7 separate regions of the Mus musculus genome follow, and all the other regions are linked to region 4. A link is a contact called in public HiChIP or PLAC-seq and promoter capture Hi-C data. All regions are on one chromosome and are shown on one strand. Each heading gives the region's core, a stretch centred on a gene start, on an enhancer-like site or on the middle of the called end of the contact. The rest is flanking DNA. Distances are from core to core; before and after follow the strand shown.

Region 1 (2,741 bases), core at 143-2,642, 2.8 Mb before region 4:
TCTATGACTGGAAATTCCTGATGGAGTGTCAGAACTCACCTGTTGCCAAAACACCCCCAAAGGACCTGCCAGCCATTTCTGGGTCACTAGCCCTACCAGCGGTGAGCCTCCCATGCAAGCCAGCCAGAGCCACCACCTGCACAGCAGCCCGGAAGATAAGCGGGCAGGCGGTGAAGTTTGAGATGGACATTTAAGGGACCATAGGACGCAGTGATGTTTCTGGGGCCCCTTGGGCCCTTGGGAAAAGAGCCACAGCAGTCAGGCCTTGTACCAGGCAGACACTGGGTGTGGATCGGCCACCCAGTCCTGCTCTTCACTCAGGGCACGTGCTCTGCCTTCCATTTTGTGAACACCAGCACATACCACCTTGTGCCTCTGTTGATAACCGAGCTGCTACTGCAGGGGAATGACTCTCACCCATACCCTCCCTGCATCGAGTGCCAGCAAGTGGACACAGAGGAGTCTGTCAGAATGATCCAGCAATTCTAGCCCTAGCCTCCGGTGCACACCCACCTTTCCTTAGGTTGGGGTAACTGAGAAAACCACCCTTTAACTTCTTTTCCTGAGAGGAAATAAAAGCCACATTTACCCTAGGCCCACAGCTGGACCCTATCTAGAAAAAAAAAAAAGTAAATACAGATGAGACTTTTTAAAAAGGGAGGGGAGGGAGGAAGGAAGGAAGGAAGGAAGGAAGGAAGGAAGGAAGGAAGGAAAGAGAGAGAAAGAAAGGAAGGAAGGAAGGAAGGAAGGAAGGAAGGAAGGAAGGAAGGAGAGAAAGAAAGAAAGAAAGAAAGAAAGAAAGAAAGAAAGAAAGAAAGAAAGAAAGAAAGAGAAAAGAAAAGAGAGAAGGGAAGGGAAGGGAAGGGAAGGGAAGGGAAGGGAAGGGAAGGGAAGGGAAGGGAAGGGAAGGGAAGGGAAGGGAAGGGAAGGGAACGAAAGGAAAGGAAAGGAAGGGAAGGAAAGGAAAGGAAAGAAAAGAAAGCAAAGCTGGCAGGGTTATGCCATACTCTCTGGTGGTGAGATCCGGCCACATTACAGTGAGCATGGTACGTTTCCTATGAGAGTCACCCATAAAGACTCTGCTCAGTCCAAACTTACTCAGAACTCTCACAGAACAACTGGCACCAAAAGGCAGTTCCAGACCCATGACTCCTATCTGTGATAGACCGGTGACATGACCTGCTGCCTATCCAAGCCAGCTCTGCCCTCTTCCCACAAAGCCAAAACCTAGGTCACACCAGGTGCAAAGGCTTTTCGCACTCACCAGATCCAAGAAGTAGAAAATACCGGGTCTGTTTCTCACTGCAGCCCACAGCACAGCCACCACCAACGGCACGGGTCTGCCCTCCTTCAGGAAAGTCTGAAGCAATGAGCCCTAGCAGAGAGAAAAAAATGAAAGATATATTTGCAGGAAACAAAAGTGAAACTAAAGCTCTTTCTTTGTTTCCCCTGCAGCATAAACATTTCCAGGAAAAAGAAAAGGACTTTAACTTGGTCAGAGAATGAAAGAAGCCTGGAAGATTCAAGGCCAGGAAGACATTTCCACTTGGCCTGTGAAGGGTCACTCGGCCAAGACATCAGGGGAATGAGTTCTCTGAAGCCAAAGGATTCCTGGGGACAAGGATGAAAGAGATGAGGGGTTTTCCAAAGACGCCAGTGAATGACTGAAACACACTGCCCATCGGGAAGGACTGTGCCATGCGTCTGCCTCCTTGTCCTTCTCAGGAACACTGTGGCTGACTAACCTCATTTCAGCCCCAAGGCACCCATGAACCTGGGGTCTCACAGGATCCAGAGCCACCAAGACAACTCAGGAAAGAGAGTAATGGAGTCTTCCTAGTTTCCTTTCTCATTTTATCTACCTCAGGATTCCCTCATGAGAGCGTAGTCTGGCACAAAGTGAAGACAGGTTTTCCAAAAACATCATTTGATGCAATGAGATAATCCCTCACAGGTTTTGTTGGTTTTAACGTTTATCACCATGGAGGAAAGACATTTGCTGCCATGTTGGGAAAAGAAGCTGTTGCTGACATGTTCTGTCCTTGGTGAAGTCTGTCTCTGAACATGGATGGTTTGGGTTATATTGACAGTGTTTCTGCATAATTTTTTGTTTTGTTTTGTTTTGGTTTGGTTTTTGTTGTTGTTGTTGTTGTTTTGTATTTTTGAGACAGGGTTTCTCTGTATAGCCCTGGCTGTCCTGGAACTTACTTTGTAGACCAGGCTGGCCTCGAACTCAGAAATCTTCCTGCCTCTGCTTCCCGAGTGCTGGGATTAAAGGCATGTACCACCACGCCCGGAGTTTCTGCGTAATTTTAACACATGTAATCAGATATGAAGAACAGATTACATGCTCCTGTTAATTAAAATGGTGTCTTTTTTTTCCAGCTCTGTGTGATTTGAGTTTATTCTCCATTTGAATGGCTGGGTGAGTGCAGAGAGTGGGAGGTTGATACCGTCCATGGTCTATGGGTCCGATTTTTGATTATCTGAAGGCACACAGTGACTCTGTCTCCTTCTGTACACAGACGTTCACATGCTTAGTGGATTCTTGTATGAGAACCAAGTACATCTCTTTCTTGGTTTCTATATGAGAGCCAAAATTTAGTTCTGAACATTGAAATCTTGAGGTATAGTGCCTGGCTTCCAGATAACTGAAGCCGTGACTCAATTATATGGCAATGTGTCACAGATTCACCATGAAGATACTCTGAGGTATGAAAAGGGGAGAAAGGGCACCATCT
Region 2 (2,722 bases), core at 151-2,650, 2.5 Mb before region 4:
TCTTCAAGGCCCTCAGCCTGGAATCCAGCAACTCCTGTGGTAGAAGGAAGACACGTGGTCAGAAAATTCTGGATACCCTCTCGTGTACTTTCCTAGAACCATCCAGGAGAAAGCCAAGATTCTGCTCTCAGGAGCAGGAGACTGGATAGATACCATCTCTGGCTATGGGGTGAACAGAGACTTGCAGACTAAGCCTATTGGTGCAGAACAAATGCAGGGGAACTCCAAAGGTCCGGGAGTCTCACTTCCTCAAGGGCATCAATCACGTGGTCTGCGGTGAGAATCGAGACTCCCACCTTGGTTCGGTCTATCTTATCTTCAGCTCTCCTCTCATCCTGTAGGAAGGCTGGAGCACAACAGGGCAGCAGAGACTGGGAGCTGCACACGCCTCTTGTGCCGCAGCCTATCGAGGGACAGACTAAAAGGGAAGATGCCCAGAACCAATGGGCTTCACAGCCCTTCAGACAGACCACCTAACCCAGGACGCTATTCTGTGTTCTTCCTCTTTGAACTTGGTACTTTGTGTAGTGCCACGCCCCTGGGAACGCAGTAGGAGTGTGGCAGTGGATATGTGGGCGTGACAAACAGAATTTCTCCTGGGCAGAGTTACATTAGCGGTTGGGGACAGACAAGATTTCAAGTCCCTGGGGCCATCTTCCAGGCCTCCAGGCATCGGGCTCTGAGGGACGAGAAGAGATGAGGGGAAAACAGTTTTAGAAAGAGAAAAAGGAGACCGGGGCTTTTCTGTAGGACCCTGCCTGCAGTCCGCAAGGAGAGCTGGGAGGGCTGGAGCAGAGCCAGGGCTCCGGGACATCCTGCACCCACCTTGGCCTCCTGCACCGCCTCCTCCAGCGGCAGCACGGCGTGCGAACGGTGCTCGCGGGCGCGGTCGCACACCACGCAAATGGCGCGGCCGTCGTCTTGGCAGTAGAGCTTAAGTTGCTCTCCGTGTTGGGAGCACCGCGCAGCCGCCGCCCGGGCAGGCACCGCTGGAGTCCCGCGCTCCCCGGGGGCGGTGGGGGGCAGGCTGAAGCGCCGAAGGAGCGAGGCCACCGCGGCCAGCTGTCGATTGGGTCGCAGCTGGCTGGGGCGCGCGGGCTCGCGGCACTGAGGACAGGGCAGTGGGCAGGGCAGCGTGCGGGTCGCCGTGCCGGTCCCAGCTCCGGGACGCTCCCAGCAGCGCATAATACAGGCTCGGCAGAAGCTGTGGCCGCATTCGACTGACACCGGCTCCCGGAAAAACTCTAGGCAGATGGAGCACGTCGCCTCGCCTTGGAGCTCTGCCGCTAGGGCCAGCGCCTCGGCTCCTGCGTTCGGCCCGGTCCGCGGCCCCACAGTCGCCATCCGTGTCCTTAGTACATTCGAGTCTTGTGGCTTTGGGGAGGTCCCTGGATGCTACTGTCCAAGCTGGGCTGAGCTCCGAGTACCCACTGGGCGAGGAGGGGCGGGGCCGGCAGCGGGCAAGCTGAGACGTGAGCCGAGGGTGCACCCAGCTGAGAATGGAGGCAGGTGCTGCCCTTTCTCTGGGTTCCCAAAGCCACCACCCTAGCCCCGATCTCCCTTTTGTCGACCCCCCTTCCACCGCCTTTCTAGGCCGCCCAGTATGGCCCAGTCAGCAGTAGGGAACTGTCGGGGACAGGTGAGCGCGCAAGGCCAGCTGGGCTCCACTCCCAGTAGCTGACCTAGGCTGACCCTGCCCTACAGGGGCAAAGGCCTGGCTCCCGGGACAAGGTGTCTGGTTCCCCGCATACCGACTCATCCTGGCACTGCGCTGAGCTAAACTTAGGGTCTGGAATTTGGCTCTACCTCCTCATCCCAAGCGTGGCCTTTTGTCCACTTTTGTAACTACATCATCTCTTACAGTTATCCCTTTAATTTTGAACAAGTAATACAGCCATTTACCCTCATTTCATTCAGAATCCACACCTACCCCAAATCCCTCTGTCTCTCCCCAGCTGGTATACAGCTGGGTTCCAGGGACCGTTTTGTTTTTGTTTTTGGAGTAGTTTTTCTATCCTTTCATTCTGGAGGCCACTTGGGTCAAGCTTCTTTCTCTGCCTCTCTCAAAACCTCTCTTGTCAATGTCTCTATCCACTCGCCCAATTCTAACCGAGAGTTGCAAACCTCACCTCTCTGGTGTGTCTGTCCTTCCTCACAGCATTTTCTCCTCGCCACTCGGGATGCTACCACCTCCATTTCTCTCCGGTCTATGACCTCCTACTTTCTTCTTGGGTTCTAGAGTCCCCCACTCGGCTCCTTGCCCTGGTTCAATCCCCCGGCCTCAGTCACCACACTCTACAATCGCTTCCATTTTTAAAAAATTTTTTTAACTTTAGAGAACCCTTTCAGAGCCCATGTCTCCACAGTATCCATCAGAGCCCTCTGCTCAAACCCCACCAGTGAGTGGCTGCTAACTCCCAGGAAAGAAGTTGAAGTCTTCATAATAACCTCAAGGCTCTTGCTTGACTCTCCTCTTCCACCATGGGACGTTTTAAATTTTCTGCAAACTCACCTACAATTATTTTGAAGATAAGGAACATTATTAGGTCAGTTGAAGAAACAAGTGAATCCCTGGACTAAAGAATGGCCACCGGTTTCAGGCACAGGACAACTGATGGTGAGCTAAGGCTCTTCTGGTTCACCAAGAACTCAGAGTCATGACATCGAGGACCTTCGGTGATGTGTTATTTGCTGGGCCTGGTGGCACAGACCTGTAAATCAC
Region 3 (2,700 bases), core at 30-2,529, 2.9 Mb after region 4:
CAAGAGCCTCACTCACCACTCTAAACAATACCAGTTGCCAAGATTCAGGAGGAACAGTATCCCACTACTGGGGTTCCATACTATCTCTCTGCCCTAGACTTTTCATTTGATCTTCAAATCTACACAACCAACTGTGTACATGACATCCACACCCAGAACACTAAGTATTTATCCACAGCATTCCTTAAACTCCATGACTTTCCTGTGAAATTGTGTCTGCCTCCATCTCCCGAGTTCTGGCTTTATAGGCATATGCCACCATAGAGGTCTGTGTATGGGGCAGGTGAGACGGTTCACCTACTGCTCCTGTAGACAACCCTAACTCAGTTCTCAGCATCTATGTCAGGTGGCTCACAACTGTCCCTAACTCCAGCTACAGGGATTCCAAGAAGACTACACACGTTCTTACAAGGGCAAACCCACCTACCTACTTATACACATAATTAAAATAAAATAGACTTAAAAATAAAAACAGAAGTGTTAGAAATCCGTGGTAGTATATACTAGAAGCACAGATTTAATCATCTTCATTTTAACAGTTACCATTTCTTTAATTTACCATGCAGACCGTCACCAAATCTTTACAACCACCCTATTTTATGGTGAGGAAACAAGTTTGGGGCGGGGGGGGGGGGGTTAACACCTTCAGATAACAAGACATTAGTGAGAGACGACAGATCGCAAACCCAAGCCTGACTTTAGTTGGTCTTTCAACCCCTGTTACAAACCACAGACACTGGAGTGCAGGCCTGTCACATTCAAGATTAAGAGGGACTGAAGTGTTTTGTCATTAGGTTCCACTGCTCTGCAGAGGGTCCGGCTCTCTCCGAGTTAGAACTTTAACAGCTCCCACTCACTGATGCAATACGGACATTCTAATTTGACCCTCACAAAATAAGATCATCTCCACCTAACGGAAAAAACTGAACCTCAAAGGAACTCTTTTGGGGACAGAGGGCTCAGCTTCGGTACGGGCTGCTCAGGATGTCCGGCTTACAGTGACCAGGGCTTTTCCTTGAGGAGTCAGCCTCGGTCCGGCTGAACGCGAGGGCGGCGCCTGCGTCCTGGGCCACAGTCTCCACCCGGGTCCGCCGTTCCACGACGGCTCATCACCGCGAGGACTCACTGCAGGGGATACCCGCTCCCCGAGGTCCCCAGTTCGTCTGCTCAATCTCAGAACCCCAACTTACCCAGTCGCGCCGCAGACCACTCAAAACCATCCGCCAGAAACGAAGCGACTCGGCAATGTTTACTTCCGGGTTCCCTGCCTTCTTCCGGCTGCGCAGAGATAACTTCCGGGAGATCGGCACATGCGCATTTGCAAGCGCTTGGCTCTTTTTTTTTTTTTTTTTTTTTTTTTTTTTTTTTTTTGACCCAGAAAGGCGAAGTGATGGCAGTGCAGCTTTCTTTCTGGAACAGCACAGAATCTTTTTTTTTTTTTTTTTTTTTTTTTTTTTTAAAGATTTATTTATGTATATGGATAATCTATAGCTGTACAGATGGTTGTGAGCCTTCATGTGGTTGTCGGGAATTGAATTTTTTTAGGACCCCTGCTCGCTCCGGTCAACCCCGCTCGCCCAGTCAGTCTCTGCTTGCTCCCACCCAAAGATATATAAGTACACTGTAGCTCTCTTCAGACACACCAGAAGAGGGCATCAGATTCCACTACAGATGGTTGTGAGCCACCATGTGGTTGCTGGGTTTTGAACTCAGGACCTTCAGAAGAACAGTCAGTGAGTGCTCTTACCTGTTGAGCCATCTTGCCAGCCTACAGCACAGAATCTTAGCAAAAATGATTATTGAAAATGCTGCAAAGGTCGGCGTAATGGCACACACCTTTAATCCTAGCAGAGATAGGCATATCTTTGAGGTCCTGGCCAGTGACATAGGAAGACCCTTTTTCAAACAAACAAACAAACAAACATCCCCATAAAAAACAAACTCCTGGAAAATAGGCGACTTTGGTGAATTTATTTTTCTTAAAAAAAAAAAAAAAAAAAGCCTTATGCCAGGCAGTGGTGTCACATGCCTTTAATCCTAGCACTTGGGAGGCAGAGGCAGGCAGATTTCTGAGTTCGAGGCCAGCCTGGTCTACAGAGTGAGTTCCAGGACAGCCAGGGCTACACAGAGAAACCCTGTCTCAGGAAAAAAAAAAAAAAAGCCTTATGTTTTTTGTGTGTGAGTTTGCACATCATTGGCGTTAGATCATCTGTGACTGGAAATGCAGATATATGTCTGTGAACCAGAATGAGTACCAAACCGGGGGCTTCTGCAAGAATGACCTGTATTGACTACTGAGCCATTGCTTGGCCATTTTTCTTTATGCTGTCTTGTGGTTATTTATACTTCCCCTACGTGAAGTGCTCTTCAGATATACAGGACTATAGCTAACGTCCCCACCACCTCAGTCAAACAGCCCAAAGTAGTAGACTTTTTAAAAAAGGAACTTGAAGTGGGTTAAGAATGTAAAAATAATTTTGATTTTTCAAGGCAGCTAAAGGCAGAGCAGAGTCCTGCGGACTCAGAGCGCAAGGCTTGAGAGAGGGACCAAGAAGGCAGGGATTATCTTTGGATGAACGCTTTCTGTAAAGCTAAATTAGGAGAGACTTGTATTAGCTGAGGACTCTATTATAAGTTTACCAACCAGGTACATTATTTCCCAGTAACAAGTGGGGATCACAAAGCTGGCCTGGGAACACC
Region 4 (2,741 bases), core at 228-2,727:
AAGTACTTTCCAATTAGTTCCCCTAAGAGGGCAGGCTGGAGAGATGGCTCAGCAGTTGGGAGCCGTGGCTACTCCTCTTGAGGACCTGAGTTCAATTCCCAGTACCTACATGGCATCTCACAATTATCTGTATCTCCAGTTCCAGATTATTCTTGGCACCAGGCATGCATGCGGTACACATATATGTGCATGCAATCAAAATACCCATACACACAGAATAAAATAAATACTTTATATACATACACACACACACACACACATATATATATATATATATATATATATATATATATATATATATATATATATATATATATATGGTACCCAGAGCAACTATTATTCCCTTTATTGCAGGTACTGCATCTCCCACTCAGAGCAGTACCATGCTGGGGTGGGTTCAGGTCAGGACTGAATGCAGCTGGCCTCATCCCTACCTAAAGCCCTCCGAGTTATGTCTCAAGGAGCAATGGATTCTTTGAAGAGCCCTAAGCAGCATCTAAGAGGCTTCTGTCTCCTCAGCTCCTTCCTAGGTTTGCCTAAAAGTCAGCTTATCATGATTTTGTCCACGAGTCAATTCTACCTCAATGGGATCGACATGGGCACGCGCGCGCGCACACACACACACACACACACACACACACACACACACACACGCACACACACACATAATAGCTGTACATTTTTACACTAAGAAATGGAAAGGAAGTAGATGTTTCTCTTTGTTTTTAAATTATTACATTTATTTATTGTGTGTGTGTATGGGTGTGTGTATGTGTCTGTGTGTCTGTGTAATGTGCATATATGCATGTGGGTGGAGGTCAGAACACAATATACAGAAGCTGTCTCTCTCCTTCTACCTTGTGGATCCTGGGAATCGAACTCAGGTCATCATCAAGCTTGGCTGCAAGCGCTTTCTCCCGCTGAGCCTGTGCCCTCTGAGCCCGTGCCCTCTGAGCCCGTGCCCTCTGGGAAGTTATTCTTCAAGTGGTGGAAGGGCTCAACCTCTCACTTAGCCTGCTCCCTTCTTTGGGAAAGCAGCTGTCATTGGACTCCTGTTAGGTCAGTTAATGCTGGCAAATAATAAGCTCCAAGCGAGCAGGGGCTCTACTGCACACTAGTGCGTGCCTGGCTCTTGGCAAGATGCTTGGAACAAAACAGGTAGTCGATAAAGATGTGGTGAATAAATGACTATATGAAAATAATTTGACACCGGGGAGATGCGAAAGGAGCTGACGCTTCCTTCCTTCTGGAGTGGCAGGTGTCGCTGGTGATGCAGGCGGCAGCAGGAAAGTCGTCCCTCCTCCACCTCCAGAGTCCGGAGGCTGGATACTCTAAGGCTGGAAGGTATGGGTTCAGGAGGTTGCAGGTCAGGGGTGCGCAGGGAGCCCCTCGCCGCAGCCATTTCCGGCTCTTTGTGTGACAGCAGCCGCGGCGAAGGGGCTGGGCACCGCGGCCAGGGGAGGAGCCGCGGCAGGCGGAGAGGCGGGGCCGCGGGCGGGGCGCGGCGGTCCGCCGGCGCAGCGGCGGAGCGGGGCTAAGCATCCTGCGCCCCGGCGCGGGGCCCTGCGGTAGCCTCGGGTCCCTCCCCTGGACCTGCCACCGAGCCAGGTAAGGGACTCTCGGAGACAACAGGGCTGATGCAGGAACCGAAATGCTGCCTAGGCGGTGGATGCGTTCCTGAGGATGCGCGAGGGGCGGGCGCCACTTCTCCCAGCCCGTTGGGGGCGCTTGGCTTGGCGCCCGAGGCTACACGGCTTCAGGTCCCTGGAGGCCGGGCTACAGGCCTGTGTTGTCCCTTCTCCCCTCGGCCGCCCCGGGCGCCCTGGGCAGGGAGCGTTTTCCAGAAGTCGTGGGTACAGCGCAGAGCTCCGCGCAGCAGCCTCAGCGGCAGCCACAGCAGGTGCGTGGCCTGGGCCGGAGCCACCCGCCCTAAAAAGAGGCAGGGATAGTCTCGGGGACCAGGGATACCTGCAGGGGCCACAAGCCCAGAGGGGGCTACATCCCTGCACCTACATACTGCAGATCGCCGGGCAGTCCCCGCCTCTGCGGTCGCGGCCACCATCATTCAGCCAAGGCCAGAGAGAGCTGCCTGGGCCCGCCTGACAGGCAAGGGGGTACTGGGCGCCCGCGGTGAACCGAAGCCGGGTGGGGCCGGGGCCACAGCGGCACGGTTTGGGAGAGGAAAGCTCTGATGAGCCGGGAGGCATGGCTGACCTGCTTCGAAGCGTTCTGGCCTATACTAGCGCCTCTCCCCTGGATGGCTTTGGGGAGGAGAAAGGTGGGGTGATGGAATCCTAGGGGTCAAGGTTTCCTTCGTATTTAGCTGCCCACCTGTCTGTTGTGGGAGATTGCCACATCACCTTCAGGAAGGTAAGCCCTCCTGTGTGTACAGGAAGAGGAGTAGCTTGTGGCTAAGGGTGGGGGCAGGGAGCATGGTTGAACCGACTGTTGGTTTTCTCCCGCGACTATCTGGGTGTTTTCCAGTCCAGACTTAGAACTTGGCTAGCCCAATTCTTTAGTGCCCACAGCCCCACAGTTGGGCAGGAAGACTTAGGGATCAGACTGACGACTGACTGTTGCTCCTAAGCAACCATTTCTACCTCTTGACCCCTTCCCTTAGAAGTGACCAGCCTTATTCTTGGGCACAGGCCCTGCAAGAACCATTGCCTAGCACTCAGTGACACCCCCCCCTCCCGCCATTGTCGGAGGACAAAAATATAGATTAATATCTATAGTCGGGA
Region 5 (2,813 bases), core at 1-2,500, 2.6 Mb before region 4:
GTTTGTTCTTATAGAAATCACATAAAGAAAGCAGGACATACAGATTGTCCAGTCTCTCAAAGACAGACATTGAAACTAGCCTGCTTTCTCCTCAGGCTTTGAGGAGAAGCTGAGGGCTTAGAGGAATCAAACAAGGACAGATCCTGGCTATCACTCAAGGCCTCCAGTTCATTAAACAACAGCTCACACTTGTTCCTCTTCTCAGCAACTCAGTCTTTTCCGGTAAGGAGAAAGAGAAAGCCACCAGCGCCGGTAGAGGATCACATTACTGGTCACTTGGAGGGGTGACAAAGGGCTCCTTGTGACCAGAGGATCACATTGCCCAAACCTCTGGGCAATACTGAGCCTGTAATGGGCAGAAGTAGAGTTTGGAACACTGGTTAGTGCCTGTGTGAGGAGCCGCCTCATTCCTCCTGGCCCAATCTGTCTCCCTCTCGCAGTGACTATGGAACAGGCTCAGCTCTGCCCCTCTTTGCTGTGCAGTAAGAACTCACCGGTAGGTACAGAAGAGCAGCAGAGAGAATAACAGCCGCCCGACACTCTGAAAGCTACTTGGCTCCTCTTCGCTGCCCCCTCTGTCACTGTGACCGTGGCCGGTTGCTTTAAAAAAAAAAAATTCTGTTTTTCTTCATGAAAACGTTACACAGGGGTCAGTGCTTCTATGCCATGGTCAAAGCGTCCAGCCCCTGCGTTTACTCTCTAATAATCTACCTCCTAGATCTGAGGAAAATGAAGTATGTCCCCTCTCAGCTCATACCCTCTTCCCTCTCAAACACTAACGAGGACAAGAACCCGATTCTCGACTCCCTGGTGCTCTGACATTCTCCTTTATATAGAGAGGTGTGATTAATCAAGTGAGCCGGCAAACGGGGTAAACGATCATACAGAACAAGGTCTCAGTGCAGCCTCCAAGCTCGGGGTGGCCTGAGGTTGCTGGGTCTGGAGGTTAGCATTGCCCAGGGCCAGCATCTCCACAGGTGGTATCCACGGAAAGAAGTAGCAGGTTCAGACACTGGAAGGTCTGACGCGGGGCTGGCTGTTAAAGTCCCTAAACAGACACAACTCCAACCCCAACGCCCCCACCCTCCACTTCCACCACCACCTCCAATCCCTCATCCCGACCCCTGTTGACGGTGAGTCAGCACAGCAGGGTTCTGCTCCTCTTTGAAGACTACTATGCAGCCCGCCCAGCCTAATCCTGAAAACTAGCCTGTTTCAAGAAATAGAAACCGAAACTGATTCTCAATTCGAGTCCGTCCCCCCCCCGCTCCCCCGCTGGGCCCAGGCAGGCATATCTCCGGTCTAGAAAGTGCAGGACAAAAAGCAAGGTCTGCTCGAAGACCAGAAGCTGAAAGAAAATCCACGCGATCAGACCTCCTCTTGGTTCGTCTCCTCTCAGAAGGACTCCAGACCTCTGCATCTCATCTCTCAACATCCGGGTCTATATTCCAGTTTTGGATCTCTACATAGGGAACTTCTGCCGGAGGACAGCAACGTTTTTGTCCTAGGAAGAAAGGGGTGACGTTCCAGGAAGGCCACTAACATCGAATCACACATAATAACTCCTCTGGATCAGGTAAGTAAAAGTCTCTTAAATGTAGCTTGGCCACCCCCAATCTAATATGAATCCCCCAATATAATATGAACGGTAAAACCGTGAAAACAGGTCATGTGACCTTGGGGTCTGGTTTCTTTTGCTCAGGCAGTGTCCACAGCAGAGCCTCACTTTGACTGTCTAGTACCACACAGCCCTGCTGTATCTTTGCTGTTCAGATATATCTAAACCACCAGCCTGGAGGCAAATGCGTACCTCACCTTATTTCTGGCCTTGTGGTTCTTCTAATGCTGGCTAAATTTGAAGGAGGGCAGAGCGTGCCAACCCATATTCTCTTGGAATTTAAGATAGCGTCTCTTCATAGCTCCACAAAATAAACGCCCAGGATTAGAATGGACCACAGGCAATATCTAGGATACATGAAAAAAATAGGGGGGGGGGGAGGTTTGTTTCTTATCTGGACTACCCATGGAATAGGAATCTCAGAGTAGGTTTTGAGTATAAGGTATCATAGTGACCTTTTTGTCTGACTCCATTAAAATGTTTTATTTGCATTGGAGAAAGTGTCTCTGTTTAAGGAACCACCTCCTTCACTAGTCTGTAAGTTTATAGTTAATGAGATGGGAGCTTTTCAAATACCATCTTCCCAGAGCATGTGGGTTCAGTACTGTCCCCATTCACCGTGAGCAAGTTTATCACACTTTCCAAAGATAAATAAATATCAGAGGGAATTGTGTGGTCCCTGCTACCTTTCATGCAGCTATGGGCAAGTGTGTGCGAGCATGCTCTCCGTTCTGTGTCGGTTGCGAGACTCGAAAGACATTTCCTCACGGGTCTCATCCTCTTTCCCAGATTGACAGCCACAAGGATCTATATTCTTCTTTGGGGATCTTCGCCCCTGTGCAGAGAGGTGAAATAGGAGTATAATCTGGTCATGATCCTCAAAAAAGGAAGTGGAGGGTCACTTGAATCCCAGAAAGAATTCTAAGGGCTCTTTGTAAATACTGGGTTGGAGTTCTGAGGCACGGTATCCCAAGGCTGTCCACACCAACATTCCTGTGTGGCTCCTGGAGGATCCTGCAGCTTCATACAGTTATCCATGCCCTTTCCCAGTCTGCTTGTAATGTATGGACTTCAGCAGCCCTCCTGAGAGTTACTGGCTCCTGCGTGCAGCTGTGACCTGCACCATCCCGGGTGTGCAGGCAGGTCCAGGGTCCAGCACCGGGTGCTCTCGGGTGTGCAGGCAGGTGGGAAGTCT
Region 6 (2,779 bases), core at 68-2,567, 2.9 Mb before region 4:
GTAAAAGAAACAGAGAAGCAGGACTTATTATGCTACCACCTGTCTGAATAAAAGAGGAACGACTTATATATTTGCTAGTATTTAAATGAAGAAGTCCTTAAAGTCTACTCAACATCTTAACAAAAGTGTTTACCTTTTAAGGTAGGGCCCAGAACAACCTTTGAGAACAGTAAAAGAAAATCTTGTTTTCATATTTTGCATTAAATTTTTGTTTTTTAAAAATCTTTGTATTTTAATGCCTTGGACACGTGAGCATTACGTATTCAAACACACACACACACACACACACACACACACACCCCAGACAAAAGCGCACACACACACACACACACACACACACACCCCAGACAGACAAAAGCTTCAGGCGTACACAAACGGTCTTGGCCATCTAGACTAACCATCTTAAGATAACACACTAGCCGCGGCTCTCTCCACCTGACCTTTCTTTCTTTCACACCGCTGCCCCAGGACTTCCCCAAGCGATCACTTGGGTTCAAGTGCCTTCGCTGGCTTTTCCCTAGGCCAACACTTTCTCAGTTTGCGGTGGGGTGGGGGTGGGGTAGGGCAGATGGCGGCCTCCGGTTGCACCCACTGCTCTACAGATGAGTTTCTCCTAGGAGAGGGCCAGGAAGTGGAGAACGGTCTGCTTCCAGAGCCGCAAGTGTCTCTCAACACCTCTCCCCCACCAAAATGACGGGAAGAGGTGACCGAATCAGGTCATCTCCAAGTCTCAGAAACAAACTTAACCGCAATCAGGGCAAATTTTTAGGCGCTAATAATCGGGATTCTCCTCTTTCTAAGCCCGAAACGGCCATGACAGTCAAGGAACACCGGGGCGGACTCTGGCCCTTCCTCGGCCCAGGGCCTGCTCCGATGGCAGCCTGCCCGCGCGCCGGGCCCGAACCAGGGCTCTTCCTTCCCCTTCACTCCTAGAGGACGCTCCCCAGGGCGTGTGGAAAGTCACGCTCTCCCTCCCCCACTAGGACCCGCCCGGGACCGGAGGGCAGAGAAGGGAAGGGCGTGGCGGGCCGGGGAGAGGCGGGAGCGTCGGCAGCCCGGGACTCACGTACTGGCTGTGGCGGCACCGCGGGAGCCCGGCCGCCGGCGGGACAAAAGCGCGGACTGCCTGGCCGGAAAGACCCGAGCCGCAGGGGCACTTCCGAGGCCGCTCTGGGAAGCTGGAGGACTGACTCGATGGTCGGGCTCTGATCGCGCACGTGACCCGCAGTTTGTGGGTGCTCTGCTGGCCTCCTAATCCCGGCTGGTCTGCCCGGAGAGGAAGGGGGTTCTAGTTGTCTTGGACTTTTATTGCAATTCCGGGGTGCATTGGGGGCGGGTATAATCAAGTGGTGTGGTAAAATAGATACTTCACTTCCTGCTTGTGAAGCTGAGCTCATAGTTAACAAGCGAGGCTGGGGAGAGTCTTAGGAGGGAGGGCTGGGCTCCTGGGAGAAAGCGGAATATGGGGGTCCCATACCCCTTATTTCTAAAAGACCCTCCTCTCCCAAAGCCAAGACCCTCAACAAAGCTCAAATTTCCAGGAAGCCTGCTATTCGGAGACTGCAGAAGAAAAGTAACTGTCTCTCTCCCGGATACCAGCAGCTTCGTGTTTGTTTTCCAATGAGGACAAGCGACAGAGGTGAATATTTACTTACCAAAGCAGACCTGGCTCCATGTTGGGAACAGCATCTGTCCCAACCAGGCATACCCTGATCTCAACTTCCCAGCCCAGGGGCTGAGCTGCCCTTTCCCCCAGAGGTTCCTCCCTATATAATCTAGAAGTTTTGGTCACTCTTGCTTGCTCTTTTTCTCTTCCTTTATCTGAGTGCACCCCCCCCCCCCCCATGGGGACTTTCCTGGCCTCAGTCCTCGGAGCTAGTGAACTCGCCCACAGGAGAGCAGCTTCTCCGTAAACCTGCCTTTAATCTAATCTAACTTGAATTGGCTCCTTTCCGTGGTGGCAGAGAAATAACCTATCACAGCTACCTTCCCCGTTCTGCCTCTAACAAAATCCCCCTCACCCTCCCCCACCCGTAACTACAAAACTCCAGTTTAAAGCCTGTAATCTGCACCAGTCTACTCCTGTTTTTTATATCTTTGTAGGCAAGCCCTAACTCACCTTAATGACTTGGAAATGTAGAAGGAATGGCAATTTGAGTGTAGTAGTATCTCGACTGCATTTGGGCACTAAGGTCTATGCATCTCTAAGGTGGTCAGGGCAAGTGGAAAGTCTGCGGTAATGTCCAGCAGAGTAGGAAAACAGTGAAGCCCAAGATGGAGCAGGGTCCTAGGTCCTTGTCAGGCCAGCAAGCAGCAAGTTATGGAGAAGAACATGGACAAGTTAGGGGTTGTTGGGGGATTCTTCTACAACCCAAACAGTAGCTGAGACACAGCTACAAGTGCTTCAAATGTGACCAGTGCCACTGAAGACCAAGTGTCTAATTACATTTCATTGAAATAGCCACATGAGTGCTAGGATCCCACTTACTGGATAGCACAACTCTGGGAAGAGCTTTGGGCACTTCTTTGAGGCCTCTAGAAGAGTCCATAGTCTAAATTAAAGGCTATCACATTAGGCTGGCCTGCTCACATTCCAAGATTTTGGATTTTTGTTTGTTTGTTTTTCCTTTTAGATAATTAAGTATAAAAATAATTATATCTGGATTGGGACACTTTTATTTAGTAAAGGATAGCAAAGGATCATAAAGCCTAAATAAATCATCTTGATTAGGTAACGTTTATTGTGGACAATGTTTTTATTTTCCACCATGGTTTTTGT
Region 7 (2,987 bases), core at 450-2,949, 2.6 Mb after region 4:
AACCAAATTACATAAACAACTATGGAAAATAACACCAGAATCGTATACTTTTCATTTCTTTTGTTGAGTATTAGTATTTATCAGGAAAGGGAGAGATAGAGAGAGGTGGATAAAGGTGTGTGAATGACATATAGGTGTGGATGAGAAGACAACATTCAGGGGCTAGTTCTCTCCTTCTACCACATGTTCCTGGAGATCAGACTCTGGTCAGCAAGCTTGCTGGCAAGTGCCTTATTGTCACACTAAGTCATCTCTCATCTCCCTAGCCCCTCACAATCTCACAACCTTATTTGTCAGAAAATTACGAGTCAGAAATATGGCTCATGCTTCACTGGGTATGAGTATGTCTTGTTTTGTTTTGTTTTTCGAGACAGGGTTTCTCTGTTTAGCCCTGGCTGTCCTGGAACTCACTTTGTAGACCAGTCTGGCCTCGAACTCAGAAATCCCCCTGCCTCTGCCTCCCAAGTGCTGGGATTAAAGGCGTGCGCCACCACAGCCCAGCGGTATGGGTATGTCTTATGTTTCATTTCAGTGTTAAATCTTTTTTTTTTTTAATAATTCTGTATAGCTCCGGCTGTCCTCGAACTCACTCTTTAGACAAGGCTGGCCTCAACTCAGAAATCTGCCTGCCTCTGCCTCCCATGTGCTGGGATTAAAGGCAAGTGACACCACTGCCTAGCTTCTGTGTTAATTCTTAAAGTATCTACATTTAAAAACAAATAAATCAAAGGAACAGTATTTCTGTCTATGAAATTTTGTATAACTCTATGGAATTTTTTTAACTTTACTGTTATCTAATTAACTCTTCTGGTGTGCATGAGTGTTTGTTTACATGTATGCCTGTTTACCATGTGTGTGCCTGGTGGCCATGAAGTTCAGAAGAGGATCTTAAATGCCCTGGAACTGGAGTTAAAGTTGTGGTAAGCTGCTATGTGAGTACTGGGGATTGAACCCTGGTCCTCTGAAAGTGCAGTCATTGCTCTCAATTGCTAAGTCATGCTTCCTAGCCCCTTGTGGGAATTCATGACTGAGCCTAGGAGAGACTTAACCAGTCTTGATGAAAGGCTACTTTCCTTTCCGATGTCTTTTTAATTTTCTCCATCTTTGCTATCCTGTCACAAGAAGAATGGCATTGTTTCAATTTTTTGCAAATCTCTGATTTAATACAGGACAGGTGAAGGCCTGGAGGTCTAGCTCACAAATAGACGGACTTGCCTAACAGCTAGAATAATTCACCCCTTTTTGTATTCCTTCTGTTGCACTATATCAGAAGACAACCTCTGGAAAGCGCTGTACAGTCATGAGAAAATGAGTGGAAAAAGTGTGTAATATTTACTGTTTTGAAAACTGTTACTCTCCTAACAGAGCTCTTGAAAGGCACTTTGGAAACTACTGGAAAGAAATGTTTATTTAGGGACGAAGGATGTTTTCGGGTTCTTATGCACATTCCTAACATGAGGGACGCCAGAATAAAGACGTTTTTAAAGCCACAAGTAGTCGCGTTTGAAAAATTACTTTGTGCTAATTGGCAGGATTTGACATAACTCAAGATGACAGCTGAGGCTCATAGTACTGAGCCGTACAGTGACGTCACACAGCTACTTCCGCTCACTCTCTTCGAGTTGGCCACTACATTTCCCAGAATGCTTTGCCAGCAATGGCGCCATTGGCCAGCGCGGCCGGAAGTGCACCTGACTCAGGAGGAAGTAGAAGGACTCGGAGGCAGGAGCGGTGGAGAGAGGAGCTGGGAGGTTGTGAAGCCCATCGTGGGTCTCGCGGCGTTCGGTGAGGACTGTGGCCTGGGACAGGCGCGGGGTCGCGCGGGGAGGGGCTTTTCTAACCTTGACTCATAGCCGGGAGGGACGCGACACTCGAGTAAAAGCGAAGCCTGCGAGTCCTGACCCTCCCTTTTAACTTTTCCTTTTAACAGGCTAGGACGAATTCGGACTTTAACGCGACACTGGGTCATTGGCGTGGTTTTGCTGCGACCAGAGGGGTGGCAGGCACCGCAGAGGTTCTGACTCAGCTTCTAGAGCAGCAGTGGTTAATAGGATGAACGTAAAATCATCAGAGTCACTTTAAAAAAACAGAGATGCTCTGACCTGACTGCAGACCAATATTGTCAGGATCTGGGCAGCAGGGTTGCGCAGCGAGAGTTGAGAACCGGCTCTTCCAAGGCTGAGTTCTGAGTCCCTGGAGGATGCCTGTGAAAACATCTGCGCAAAGGCTCCCCTTCCAGAATTAGCTACCTAAGCTATACCGCTTGCATTTGCTTACGATGATAAGCACGATTTGGGCACAGATGCCATCTTGGGCTCCATAAGAAACTTATTCTTCGGCTCCCGGTGGCGATAGTGTCCCATTCGGACTTCATTGTTTCCTGTTGACAACTTGGTCATTTATTCTGAACAAAGATTAGAACTCTTTCTTTCTTTCTTTCTTTCTTTCTTTCTTTTTTTTTCCCCTGCAGCTGTTTTGGATTCTGTCTAATTTGTGCCATCCAGCAAGCTGCCGGACGTGGAAAAGTCACATTAAAATCAGTCTTTTCATTTAGGGTATGGATCGAGGGTGTGGTTCAGTTGTTTAAATGGCTTACATGTACCACAAAGTCTGAGATTCGGTCTCCAACACCAGTGGGAAGTGGGGATGTTAGTCTTGGTATAAGTCTGATACCATATTTGATCAGCAAGACTATCAGTTAAAATGATAATTGGCATTGAGTGTGAGTTTATTATACTCTAGTTTGGGGCTGGGGAGGGGCCTAATACAGGGTCTCATAGCCCAGGCTAGCCTCACATTTGCTGTGTAACCAAGGATGGCCTTGAACTTCTGATCTTTCTAACTACATCTCCCCAATGATGAGACTGCAGGAATGGGCCACCACAATTGGTGATATCCTGTTTTTAAAATGACTTCCTTGGACAGGCATGATCCATACTCCTTTAATCCAGCAATGGGGAGACAGAGGAGGGTGGATCTCTGAGATC

What was found. Promoter capture Hi-C pulls out the DNA fragments that hold promoters and counts their contacts. HiChIP or PLAC-seq counts read pairs in DNA pulled down with a chosen protein or histone mark. Capture Hi-C pulls out chosen DNA fragments and counts their contacts.
Region 1: a contact with region 4 is called in a promoter capture Hi-C map of liver, with 2.9 times the contacts expected there. The contact joins the promoter of Ifi47 here to the promoter of Cyfip2 in region 4. A contact is called at or near these places in 1 of 115 datasets of contacts at active chromatin or transcription factors (large pre-B cells) and 1 of 9 other capture datasets (liver).
Region 2: an H3K4me3 HiChIP or PLAC-seq map of embryonic forebrain shows a contact between it and region 4, with 15 times the contacts expected there. The contact joins the promoter of Trim7 here to the promoter of Cyfip2 in region 4. A contact is called at or near these places in 2 of 39 promoter capture datasets (cranial neural crest and hippocampal neurons) and 4 of 115 datasets of contacts at active chromatin or transcription factors (embryonic forebrain, embryonic midbrain, large pre-B cells and 1 more).
Region 3: a promoter capture Hi-C map of adipose tissue shows a contact between it and region 4, with 5 times the contacts expected there. The contact joins the promoter of Slu7 here to the promoter of Cyfip2 in region 4. A contact is called at or near these places in 1 of 39 promoter capture datasets (hippocampal neurons) and 1 of 9 other capture datasets (adipose tissue).
Region 5: a promoter capture Hi-C map of hippocampal neurons shows a contact between it and region 4, with 10 times the contacts expected there. The contact joins the promoter of Irgm1 here to the promoter of Cyfip2 in region 4. A contact is called at or near these places in 4 of 39 promoter capture datasets (cranial neural crest, hippocampal neurons, maxillary cranial neural crest and 1 more) and 3 of 115 datasets of contacts at active chromatin or transcription factors (astrocytes, embryonic forebrain and neural progenitor cells).
Region 6: an H3K4me3 HiChIP or PLAC-seq map of embryonic forebrain shows a contact between it and region 4, with 6 times the contacts expected there. The contact joins the promoter of Zfp62 here to the promoter of Cyfip2 in region 4. A contact is called at or near these places in 3 of 39 promoter capture datasets (hippocampal neurons, liver and pre-B cells) and 2 of 115 datasets of contacts at active chromatin or transcription factors (astrocytes and embryonic forebrain).
Region 7: a promoter capture Hi-C map of the C10 cell line shows a contact between it and region 4, with 9 times the contacts expected there. The contact joins the promoter of Ttc1 here to the promoter of Cyfip2 in region 4. A contact is called at or near these places in 2 of 39 promoter capture datasets (the C10 cell line and pre-B cells) and 1 of 115 datasets of contacts at active chromatin or transcription factors (large pre-B cells).

Annotation. Positions count from the first base shown.
Region 1 is chr11:49,085,668-49,088,408 of GRCm38.p6, reverse strand. It overlaps Ifi47 (interferon gamma inducible protein 47), which reads right to left and starts at 1,392. Exons shown (of 2, transcript NM_008330.2): 1 at 1,265-1,392. It also overlaps the pseudogene Gm12188.
Region 2 is chr11:48,836,149-48,838,870 of GRCm38.p6, reverse strand. It overlaps Trim7 (tripartite motif-containing 7), which reads right to left and starts at 1,400. Exons shown (of 7, transcript NM_001347446.1): 1 at 826-1,400; 2 at 1-34. The coding sequence starts at 1,344.
Region 3 is chr11:43,432,310-43,435,009 of GRCm38.p6, reverse strand. It overlaps Slu7 (SLU7 splicing factor homolog (S. cerevisiae)), which reads right to left and starts at 1,279. Exons shown (of 16, transcript NM_198936.1): 1 at 1,191-1,279.
Region 4 is chr11:46,311,094-46,313,834 of GRCm38.p6, reverse strand. It overlaps Cyfip2 (cytoplasmic FMR1 interacting protein 2), which reads left to right and starts at 1,477. Exons shown (of 31, transcript NM_133769.3): 1 at 1,477-1,608.
Region 5 is chr11:48,869,857-48,872,669 of GRCm38.p6, reverse strand. It overlaps Irgm1 (immunity-related GTPase family M member 1), which reads left to right and starts at 1,250. Exons shown (of 3, transcript NM_008326.2): 1 at 1,250-1,576.
Region 6 is chr11:49,201,830-49,204,608 of GRCm38.p6, reverse strand. It overlaps Zfp62 (zinc finger protein 62), which reads right to left and starts at 1,317. Exons shown (of 4, transcript NM_009562.3): 1 at 1,071-1,317.
Region 7 is chr11:43,746,720-43,749,706 of GRCm38.p6, reverse strand. It overlaps Ttc1 (tetratricopeptide repeat domain 1), which reads left to right and starts at 1,699. Exons shown (of 8, transcript NM_133795.2): 1 at 1,699-1,785.